Regions from separate parts of the Danio rerio genome. Here region 1 is linked to region 2. The links are chromatin contacts, called in public Hi-C maps. All regions are on one chromosome and are shown on one strand. The core of a region is the stretch at or near the end of the contact, and the rest is flanking DNA. Distances in the headings are between cores, read along the strand shown.

Region 1 (4,432 bases), core at 1,084-3,583, 320 kb after region 2:
GTGTTAATATTATATTGGTTTACCTAAAGGTTCTATAAAGATGTTGCAACTGATACAAAATACAGCAGCCAGAGTTTTATTGAAATTGAAGACACAAGAACATATCACACCAGCATTAATAGAATAAATTTTAGGATTCTTTTATTAGTTTATAAGGCACTACACAACATGACACCTTTCATACTTTTCTGACTGCTTATCAAAATATAATCCAAACCGTGTGCTACGCTCTTCAAGCACTCGACTTTTAGAATTTCACTTTGTAAATCTGATGCGATCTAGCGGCACTTCTTTTAGTCACTATGCTGCAAAATCTTGGAATTGTCTCCTAAATTAAGTAAAAGAATCCCCCAGAATTTATTTTTAAAAAGCTTAAGAAGCACCTTTTTAAAATTGTGTATGAATATAAGTTTGTGAAGTTTATGCAATTTATCTATATCGTGTAGGTTTATGTACATATGCATGTACGGTGTGTGTGCATGTATGTAAAGAATATTTTGTGTGATTGTGTAGATGTATGCATATATGCGTGTACATGTATGCTTTTATCTGAGTATATATTTTGCTTTAATTGTCTAATATACATTATTTTCTATTTGGTTTATTTTACAATGTCTGTTTGTTGTTTGTGAAGTGCCTTGAGTTCCATGAATGTAGGAAAAGTGCTATACAAATAAAATGTATTATTATTATTACTATTAATGTTGTTTTGAAGTCAAACTTGCATGAGATTTCAGTTCAAATATTCAAAGTACCATGGTAAACAATGTATGGCGCTGTCACTGAATGAATAAATGCGTTTTTTTTCTACTTAGACAATTATTTTAGGTATACACCCATATATTTTTCAAAATAGAGAGTGCGTTTATATATATATATATATTTATGTATTTTATTTGGTGAGGAGGACAATGAACATGTTCCCCCGGGATTTACGCCCGTGGTTGCGCCGCAAATCAAAAGCATCAGAGGTTGAATAAATGGCCTTAGCAGAAGCCATCGTGCATATCAAAAACAGGCAAAGCAATAGATTAATATTATTCAACATATCACAGGGATTTAAAGAAAAATATTAGATGTAACCCCATTTGTAATTTTTAACATTTTCAAAAGTAACTAATTTAATTACATATTTTTCTTAGTAACTGTAACTAATTACTGTTACTTTTATTTTGTAATTAAATTACGTAACGGCGTTACATGTAACTAGTTACTCCCCAACACTGCACTTAACAAGCGGATAGTCAATGGAATAATTGATCCAGCCGGGACTAAAATCAGCGACGTTTCTGCTGTGAGGCTACAGTGCTAACCACTGAGCCATCGTGTACCGTTTTGTTATATATGTACATATATCATTCATTCATTAATTTTCTTTTCGGCTTAGTCCCTTTATTAATCCAGAGTCGCCACAGCGGAATGAACCGTCAACTTATCCAGCATGTTTTTACGCAGCAAATGCTCTTCCAACCACAACACTTTCCTGGGAAACACCCACACACACACACTCATTCACACTCATACACTACGGACAATTTAGCCTACCAAATTAACCTGTACTGCATGCCTTACTGAAACCAGAGTACCCAGAGGAAACCCACGCAAACGCAGCGAGAACATGCTAACTCGACACAGAAATGCCAACTTACCCAGCCGAGGCTCGAAACAGCGACCATCTTGCTGTGAGGTGACAGCACTACCCACTGCGCCACTGCATCACCCAAAATGACTTAACCAGAACTATTTTATTTATATTTGGTCAGTCTTATTTATAGTTAACTAATTTTTTATTTATTGTGTTGTATAAATGATGTTATTATTGTTACATCATTTAAATATCCATTTAGTTTACAAATCAGATATGAAAGTTGGAAAAGCTTTATACTTTGTGTGGACGAAGCTAAAGATTTTTTATTGGTGTGAATTTTCTGCACTGCATCATTAGTAATGCAGATGTTCTGCATATATTTCACTATTAAAGTGTTTTAAAATGTAATATATCAATGAATCAGGAAAGTTGGAACAAGCCACATTTATATCCAAAATGAGTTAACCAGAACTAGAAATGTTGAAGTGATGCTTACATTTCTGGAGTGATGCTGACATCTCCTGGTTACACAGAGTATAGCAGTAGCATCCTGTATATCTTTCTCTATCTTCCTTTTTATTGAAAGCTGCTCATCACTATTAACCTCACACGCATAAAAAATAATATTTGATTAGTATATTATGTAAAAATAAACGCCCGTGTTGCTGTTTACTTCAGTGTAATAACGCTCCAGCAACCCTGAAGAATGTCACGTCGTCACTTCCGTTTGCAGAGAACGGACGGAGAGGATTTGCGTTACCGAGCGACCAAGAGGATTGACAGAGGAGCCAGTGGAGATTATTCGCTCTCCAGACACCCGTTGAATACACACACACATCGTGTTTTGATCATGGAATAATCTTCAATGCGGTCCGATTTGGTTCAGCGGTTGAGACGGCATTCAGGTAAATAAATCGGCGGCAGATGGTGATCGTGTAGGTCAAGCATCCTCTCTTCTCACAGTGTGACACGTAGCATCGCAGCGGTAATGACAATCGGAGGACGCTTGACCTGCTCGGGCTCAATCCCGTCATGGCGTCTATTCACACCGTAGCTTTAAGTGTAATCCATCCCTTCCCCATACATGGGTGCAATTTTGGCCGATGCCTATGCAGTCTGTTGGAGTAGTTTTGTAAGGGCCCGAGATTGCTGCTGCTAATACACTGGCATATACTGCAACGTTAGAGATTAATGCATGCAATGTAATGTTGAGTTAACGTTATATTAAGACGTCCTTTGTAAATCTATCATCTATTATTAATTTACCTGTCTTACTTTGCAGATAGCTATATATTACAACACATACTTAAATGTTTTAAAAACCGTTTGTCTTTCCTCAATCGGTCTGTCTATTTATCCAACGTTACATTTGAATCTATCTGTCTTTGTGTATCTGTCTAGCATGTCTGTCATTCAGCTTAACTCTATCTGTCTATCTATATCTGTCTCTCATTGTTAACCTGTCTGCCTACATTAAATGTGTACATTTGTCTGTCTAGATAGGATGTCTGTCATTCAGTCAAAATCTGTCTGTTTAAATTTTCTGTCTGTCTGTTTGTATCTGTATCTGTCTCTCTTTGTTAACCTATCTATCTATCTGTCTGTCTGTCTGTCTGTCTGTCTGTCTGTCTGTCTGTCTGTCTGTCTGTCTGTCTGTCTATCTATCTGTCTGTTTGTCTCTCTACATTTTAACTGATGTGTTGTTGCATCTATTCGTGCTAGCATGTATTTCGTTCAGTCTCTGTTTGTCTGTCTGTCTGTCTGTCTGTCTGTCTGTCTATCTATTTTGATTGCCTCTGTCTGTCTATCTGTATCTGTCTCTCTGTTAACCTATCCATCTGTCTGTCTAGTTAAACTATCTATCTATCTATCTATCTATCTATCTATCTGTCTGTCTGTCTGTCTGTCTGTCTGTCTGTCTGTCTGTCTGTCTGTCTGTCTGTCTATCTATCTGTCTGTTTGTCTCTCTACATTTTAATTGATGTGTTGTTGCATCTATTCGTGCTAGCATGTATTTCGTTCAGTCTCTGTTTGTTTGTCTGTCTGTCTGTCTGTCTGTCTGTCTGTCTGTCTATCTATCTATTTTGATTGCCTCTGTTTGTCTATCTGTATCTGTCTCTCTGTTAACCTATCCATGTCTGTCTAGTTAAACTATCTATCTATCTATCTATCTATCTATCTATCTATCTATCTATCTATCTATCTATCTATCTATCTATCTATCTGTCTGTCTGTCTGTCTGTCTGTCTGTCTGTCTGTCTGTCTGTCTGTCTGTCTATTTAAATTGTCTGTCTGTCTATAGTGTATCTGTTTCTCTGTTAGCCTATTAGTCTGTCTGTCTGTCTGACTGTATGTCATTCTAGTTAAACTATCTGTCTGTCCGTCCGTCCGTCCGTCCGTCCGTCCGTCCGTCCGTCCGTCCGTCCGTCCGTCCGTCCATCCATCCATCCATCCATCCATCCATCATCTATCTATCTATCTATCTGTCTGTCTGTCTGTCTGTCCACCTTTCTGTCTATTTAAATTGTCTGTCTGTCTATAGTGTATCTGTTTCTCTGTTAGCCTATTAGTCTGTCTGTCTGTCTGACTGTATGTCAGTCTAGTTAAACTATCTGTCTGTCTGTCTGTCTGTCTGTCTGTCTGTCTGTCCGTCCGTCCGTCTATCCATCCATCCGTCCGTCCGTCCGTCCGTCTGTCTGTCTTCATGTGTCCATCCATCTATCTTTCTGTATACAGTACCTATCTATCCATCTATCTTCCTAACCATCCATCCACCCATGTCTGTTTAATCTGTCTTTCTATCTATGTCTGTCTGTTTAATATGTCTATCTAACTGCTTGGTTA
Region 2 (5,143 bases), core at 352-2,851:
CAAGCGACTGGAAACGCAAGTTTGTGCATCTAGTTTCGCAGTTCGCTGCGTTGGTAAGTTCAGGCTTGGAAAACTCTGACTAATCATGGCTAATGGCTAATCATCTTGTTTAATTGCGCCCCTTTTCGCAGCAACGTACTACAGAATTTCACACGCACAAACTCTAGTGTGACTGTAGCTTCATATTAAAAGGTTCCAGGTACGTGTGCTTAGGCAAGCTGGAGCTGAACTCTGCAGGACATTAGCCCTCCAGGGCTGAGTTTGGACACCCCTACTTTAAACCCTTAAGCTATTGGAAACTACTATGCTAATGCAAATGTTGTCACAATCAGAATGCTTTGTGGCACATATAGGTGCTGGAGTTTACATATGAAGCAGATTCACTCCCTCTGTCAAAATACATGGAGTGAGGGTCTGTCAATGTAAGATCCCTTGTTCACTTGACTAAGTGGAACGCACTTATATGACGGCAGGTTGGCTCTTGGCAGGTCATGGCGAATTAAATCCAATCACAACCTTTGACCATTGAATAATTCATTGGAATGAGTTGTTTGAAAACCTTAATTCAGGAAAGAAAGTTTGCTGTTCCTCTGAAATGCACAAATTTATCTCTAGCTTTTCTTTAGATTTTTTGGGGGCTAAAAACAGAAAATAAAAAAATACAGGAATGTTTTCATAATGGAAAACATTCCTGTATTTTCTTTACAGAAAACACTGGGTTCTATACAATACCTTCATGTTGAACCAACACAAATAGATCAAGTTAACTAACCCTAACTTGTGTTTACAAATTAATCAAACATAAAAAATAAATAGTCCCCCCCATAAAATCTCAAGAATTGTGGCACTTCAGCTCGTTTGAAGTAAGTATTTTGAACAAGCAGCAAAAATCTTTTTTTGAGACGTGCATCATTGGCAATATTATAGTCAATTTGTTGTGTGCTCTTTTGATTTTAGCTTGTAAGCAACCAGTATATATTCAATGTGTATTTCCAATAGTCACATGCTCACTGCTCATTCACAAAAAAAAAAAAAGTTCAATATCAAAAGCAGTCCATTTGTGTAAAAAAAAAATGTAATTACTGAACAGCAGGTGGCGCTTTAACACTTCTAACCCTCTTGACTGGCAGAATCTCCATTCAACTATAGGAAGATAGGGTTTCACAATCTGCCATTTTCATATTAAAGCTAAAGAATTGAGAATGGAGCAAGAAATATGAAAATATCACTTAATAACCGCTAAAAACTGGCAGCAGCGGCTGTGACAAACACGATGGCAAACTATAACCATCAAGCTTCATTACACCGCAATGGCAAACAAAAGCATTTCTTTTCTTCCAAAAACAGAACATTGTCACAGTTAATAATCTCTGATATAAAATTACGATCTCAGGCATTTACTCTGGAGAAACCTCTACTTTTCCAATCGCTTATAATAAGGATTTTTGAAATGCAAAGCAAGCCCATAATCTGTTGACTCGTCAAGGAATGTTTGAGAAAACCACAGTCATGCTAGATTTGCAGTGATCTGCCATCAGTGGCTTTCCTGCACTGTGTTCAGTTTTCCATCTATCATCCCGTCACTGAGAATGCGCTGATTCAGCACACAGACGGAGCTATTTAAAGATCCGCGGCCCACAATGATAAAGATAGCTGGCTCTCCTGTTGTCTAGCACAGACAACCAGATCATATCTGTTAGTGGTGCACAGAAAATAGATGCATCTTGGCCAAAATTGTTTCCATGAGGCCAGAACTTACACTGCTTTTTGTAGAATGAAGTCTTACGGTCTGGAGTTTATTTCATTTTTATTGATTTATTTATTTTTAAATGTAATATATTTAGTAATAAAAAAATAAATGGGCTTAATACACAGTACTATTTTTATATATATTTTCAAAGTATGTTATGCTCACCAACAGTGTTGGAGAAAGTTACTTTAGAAAGTAGTTTATTACAATATTGAGTTACTCCCCAATAAAGTACCTAGTTGCGTAACTTAATTATTTTCATGGTAAGTGTTGCGTGACCTTTGCATTACTTTTTCTGACCTGACTGAGGCGTGATCTCTTTCAGAACTTATTTTTTAAAAAAACACATAAATTAATGTAGGATATTGTTATCTTTGGAGAATGTCCTGACCTGTCGTATATACAGATTAATGACAGTTTAAAGCATTATTTTTGCTACTCTTGTACTTTTTGTCTTATTAAAAAGAAAAACCACTGTCTGTTCAGATAATCTTTTTTTTTCCCTATGGGTTCAAAATAATGAGAATATTTCTATTGCAGAAATGTAAGGCTCTGCCATCTTCATTTCTGTTTGTTCCTGAATTCTCTCATTGTGTGCGGGATTTAATGTGACTACGTTCATTTTAATTCGGCAATTTATTTTTTAAAAAGTGAATTAACTAAACTAAAAAGTTACTTGCATTACATTTTTTAAAAAGTGACTCTGATATTCGTTACTTGCTCGTTAATATTATATAACATATATATTACATATTTACACATCTATATTATATGTGATGCTTTAATTTGATGGTTTGATTTAAGTTACATTGCATCTACATGCCAACTAATAAAGCACACCGTTAGGTTAGGGTTAGTGTAAGTTGACATGTACTTGCAAAGTTTCTTCTAGTCAGTTAAATGTCTGTTTAGCAGCAGTATCAACAGATATTAAGCAGACAGTTTAATTCTCAAATGGGCCATCACAAAAAAGTGTTCTCTTAATATGTTACTCATCGTAAGCTCAACATTGCACACTATTGCTGCATTTATATCACCAAGAAAGGTAAAAGGTAAAAACAAAGTCATAATATGAAATCAGAGCTGAAAATAATCGTTTCTGTTTCTTTACACTCAGTTTCACTCACATTTAAACTCAATATTCTGAAGAAGGTCAAAGGAAAAAGTCTGAATTTTGAATTTACATTTTCATAATCCCGACTCTGCATTAAACTTAAAATAATTAATATTTTTCACAGTGGAAAATTTATAAAGTCAATTTTGATTTCATTTTTTGCAGTTCGGCAGGGGTAAAATTCTGAATGCTACTACATGCAGTTGCAGTTCTTGCATTTAAAATAAAAACATACTTCAGTCAGAGTCAGAATCGACATAAACACTGTTTTTTAATGAATATATATAACCCATTGTTTTTATTTTTTATTTTTTTTATTTCAGCAAATCTTTAGAAATTGCAAGATAAATAGACACAATGACAAGATTTTTGTTTATATAATTAAAAAAAAAATTTCAATCTTCGAGGAAACGGTGAGATATAAAGCCACATTTACTACAGTTACCTGTGGTGAAAAACTCAAATCTCAAGATATAAACTTACAGTTCTGGGGGAAAAGATATGAATTTATGAATTTTAATGTTTTTTTTTTTTTTATCTGATGTAAAAAAAAAATAAAAAAAATCAGTTCTTACCTTTTTTTTATTTCTCAGAATTACATTTTTCTCAGAATTATTATTATTATTGTTAATTTCCCATGGCTGAAACAAAAAAAAAAAAAAAAAACATAAAATACATAAAATTCATTTGTCCAGCATAATATTTTTATGAAAATCAAGAAACACCGTGCTTAACTTCAGTTGTGCCACATTTCAGTTTGTCTGTGTCTGTGTGTTATTTTTTGTGATCTGCCTCTAGAAGCCTGATGATCTGCATTCAAACATCAGCTCTGCGTTTCATTTCCTCTTCCTTATGTGCTCATTTATTTATTTTTGTTGCAGGCATTTGAAAATGAACACAAAGTTTTTTGTATTCTCTAAAGCACCTTTTCCATAACAAGCATGATTATTACAGCCTGATCTTATCATGAGATAACGTATGTTTTGTCAGTTTAGTGGCTAATTCGTGTGAAGTACTACGAGTTCAGTCATATAATAATACTACTACTAATAATAATAATAATACATTTTATTTATAGGCGCCTTTCAAAGCACTCAAGGACACCTTACAATATGTAATGTAATGTAATGTAATGTAATGTGTATTTATATAGCGCATTTATTGTGTATGGCCATACACCCAAAGCGCTTTACAATCATGAGGGGGGTTTCTCCACACCACCACCAGTGTGCAGCATCCACTTGGATGATGCGACGGCTGCCACAGGACAACGGCGCCAATGCGCTCACCACACACCAGCTATTGGTGGAGTGGAAAGACAGTGATCGAGCCAATTCGGTGGAAGGGGATGATTGGGAGGCCATGATCGTAAGGGCCGATAGAGGGACTTTAGCCAGGACACCGGGGTTACACCCCTGCTCTTTCACGAGAAGTGCCATGGGATTTTTAATGACCACAGAGAGTCAGGACCTCGGTTTAACGTCTCATCCGAAAGACGGCGCCCACTGACAGTATAGCGTCCCGTTCACTTTTACTGGGGCATTAGGACTCACATAGACCACAGGTTGAGCGCCCCCTGCTGGCCTCACCAACACCACTTCCAACAGCAACCTAGTGTTTCCTAGTGGTCTCCCATCCAGGTACTGACCAGGCTCAGCCCTGCTTAGCTTCAGTGAGTAACCGGTCTTGGGCTGCAGGGTGACATGGCTGTGGCCATGATATGTCACAGGCACATTATAAAAACAAGACAGAAAAGTAACGAAACATAGTATTAATCCAGAAAATCAATAAAAGCAATCCTGAACAGAAAGGTTTTAACCTGGGGTTTAAAATTGGAGATAGAGTCCACCTGACAAATATCTAACGGCAGGGAATTCCTTAAGTGTGGTGCTATGCAGCTAAAAGCCCTGCCACAAAGTGTCCCATTTTAAAAAAAGAAGACAAGGCACCAAACCCCACCCCTAAACCCAACCGTCACTGTGTGATGAGCAAATTGTACTAAATCATACAGTCATACAAATCAGCCACTAAATCAAAAAGTTATGAATTGCCGTGCTATAGCATTGATTATTACTACTCAATAGGTTTTTATGGCCCTAACACACATTTCAGAAAATATGAAAATATTCATCACTTTTGTCCCACCCAGATTTAAACCTCCAATTTCTTTTTGTTTGTAGTTTAGATTTTTAGTCATTAAGCCCTGTGATCTTGCTTTATCTTTGTGAGAGAGAGCAGATCAAGACGGGTTTAATTACTGCTCTTACAGCGTAAAACCT

What was found. Hi-C and Micro-C count contacts between places; a contact is called where the count stands out from the background.
Region 1: a contact with region 2 is called in a Hi-C map of an unstated tissue, with 6 times the contacts expected there. The contact joins the promoter of arfip2a here to the enhancer-like site in region 2. A contact is called at or near these places in 4 of 18 Hi-C or Micro-C datasets (caudal fin, fibroblasts, hematopoietic stem cells and 1 more) and 1 of 4 datasets of contacts at active chromatin or transcription factors (embryo).

The regions. Positions count from the first base shown.
Region 1 is chr15:34,858,188-34,862,619 of GRCz12tu, forward strand. arfip2a (ADP-ribosylation factor interacting protein 2a) reads left to right here and starts at 2,334. Exons shown (of 10, transcript NM_001005935.1): 1 at 2,334-2,493. LOC141377874 (a long non-coding RNA gene) reads right to left here and starts at 2,317. Exons shown (of 3, transcript XR_012390971.1): 1 at 2,085-2,317.
Region 2 is chr15:34,541,155-34,546,297 of GRCz12tu, forward strand. No RefSeq gene overlaps it. Among named protein-coding and RNA genes, the nearest start is that of brca2, 21 kb to the left of the region's middle. Within about 2 kb of position 1,602, at least 2 of the 62 cell types and tissues checked have an H3K27ac peak or open chromatin away from gene starts, as enhancers often do.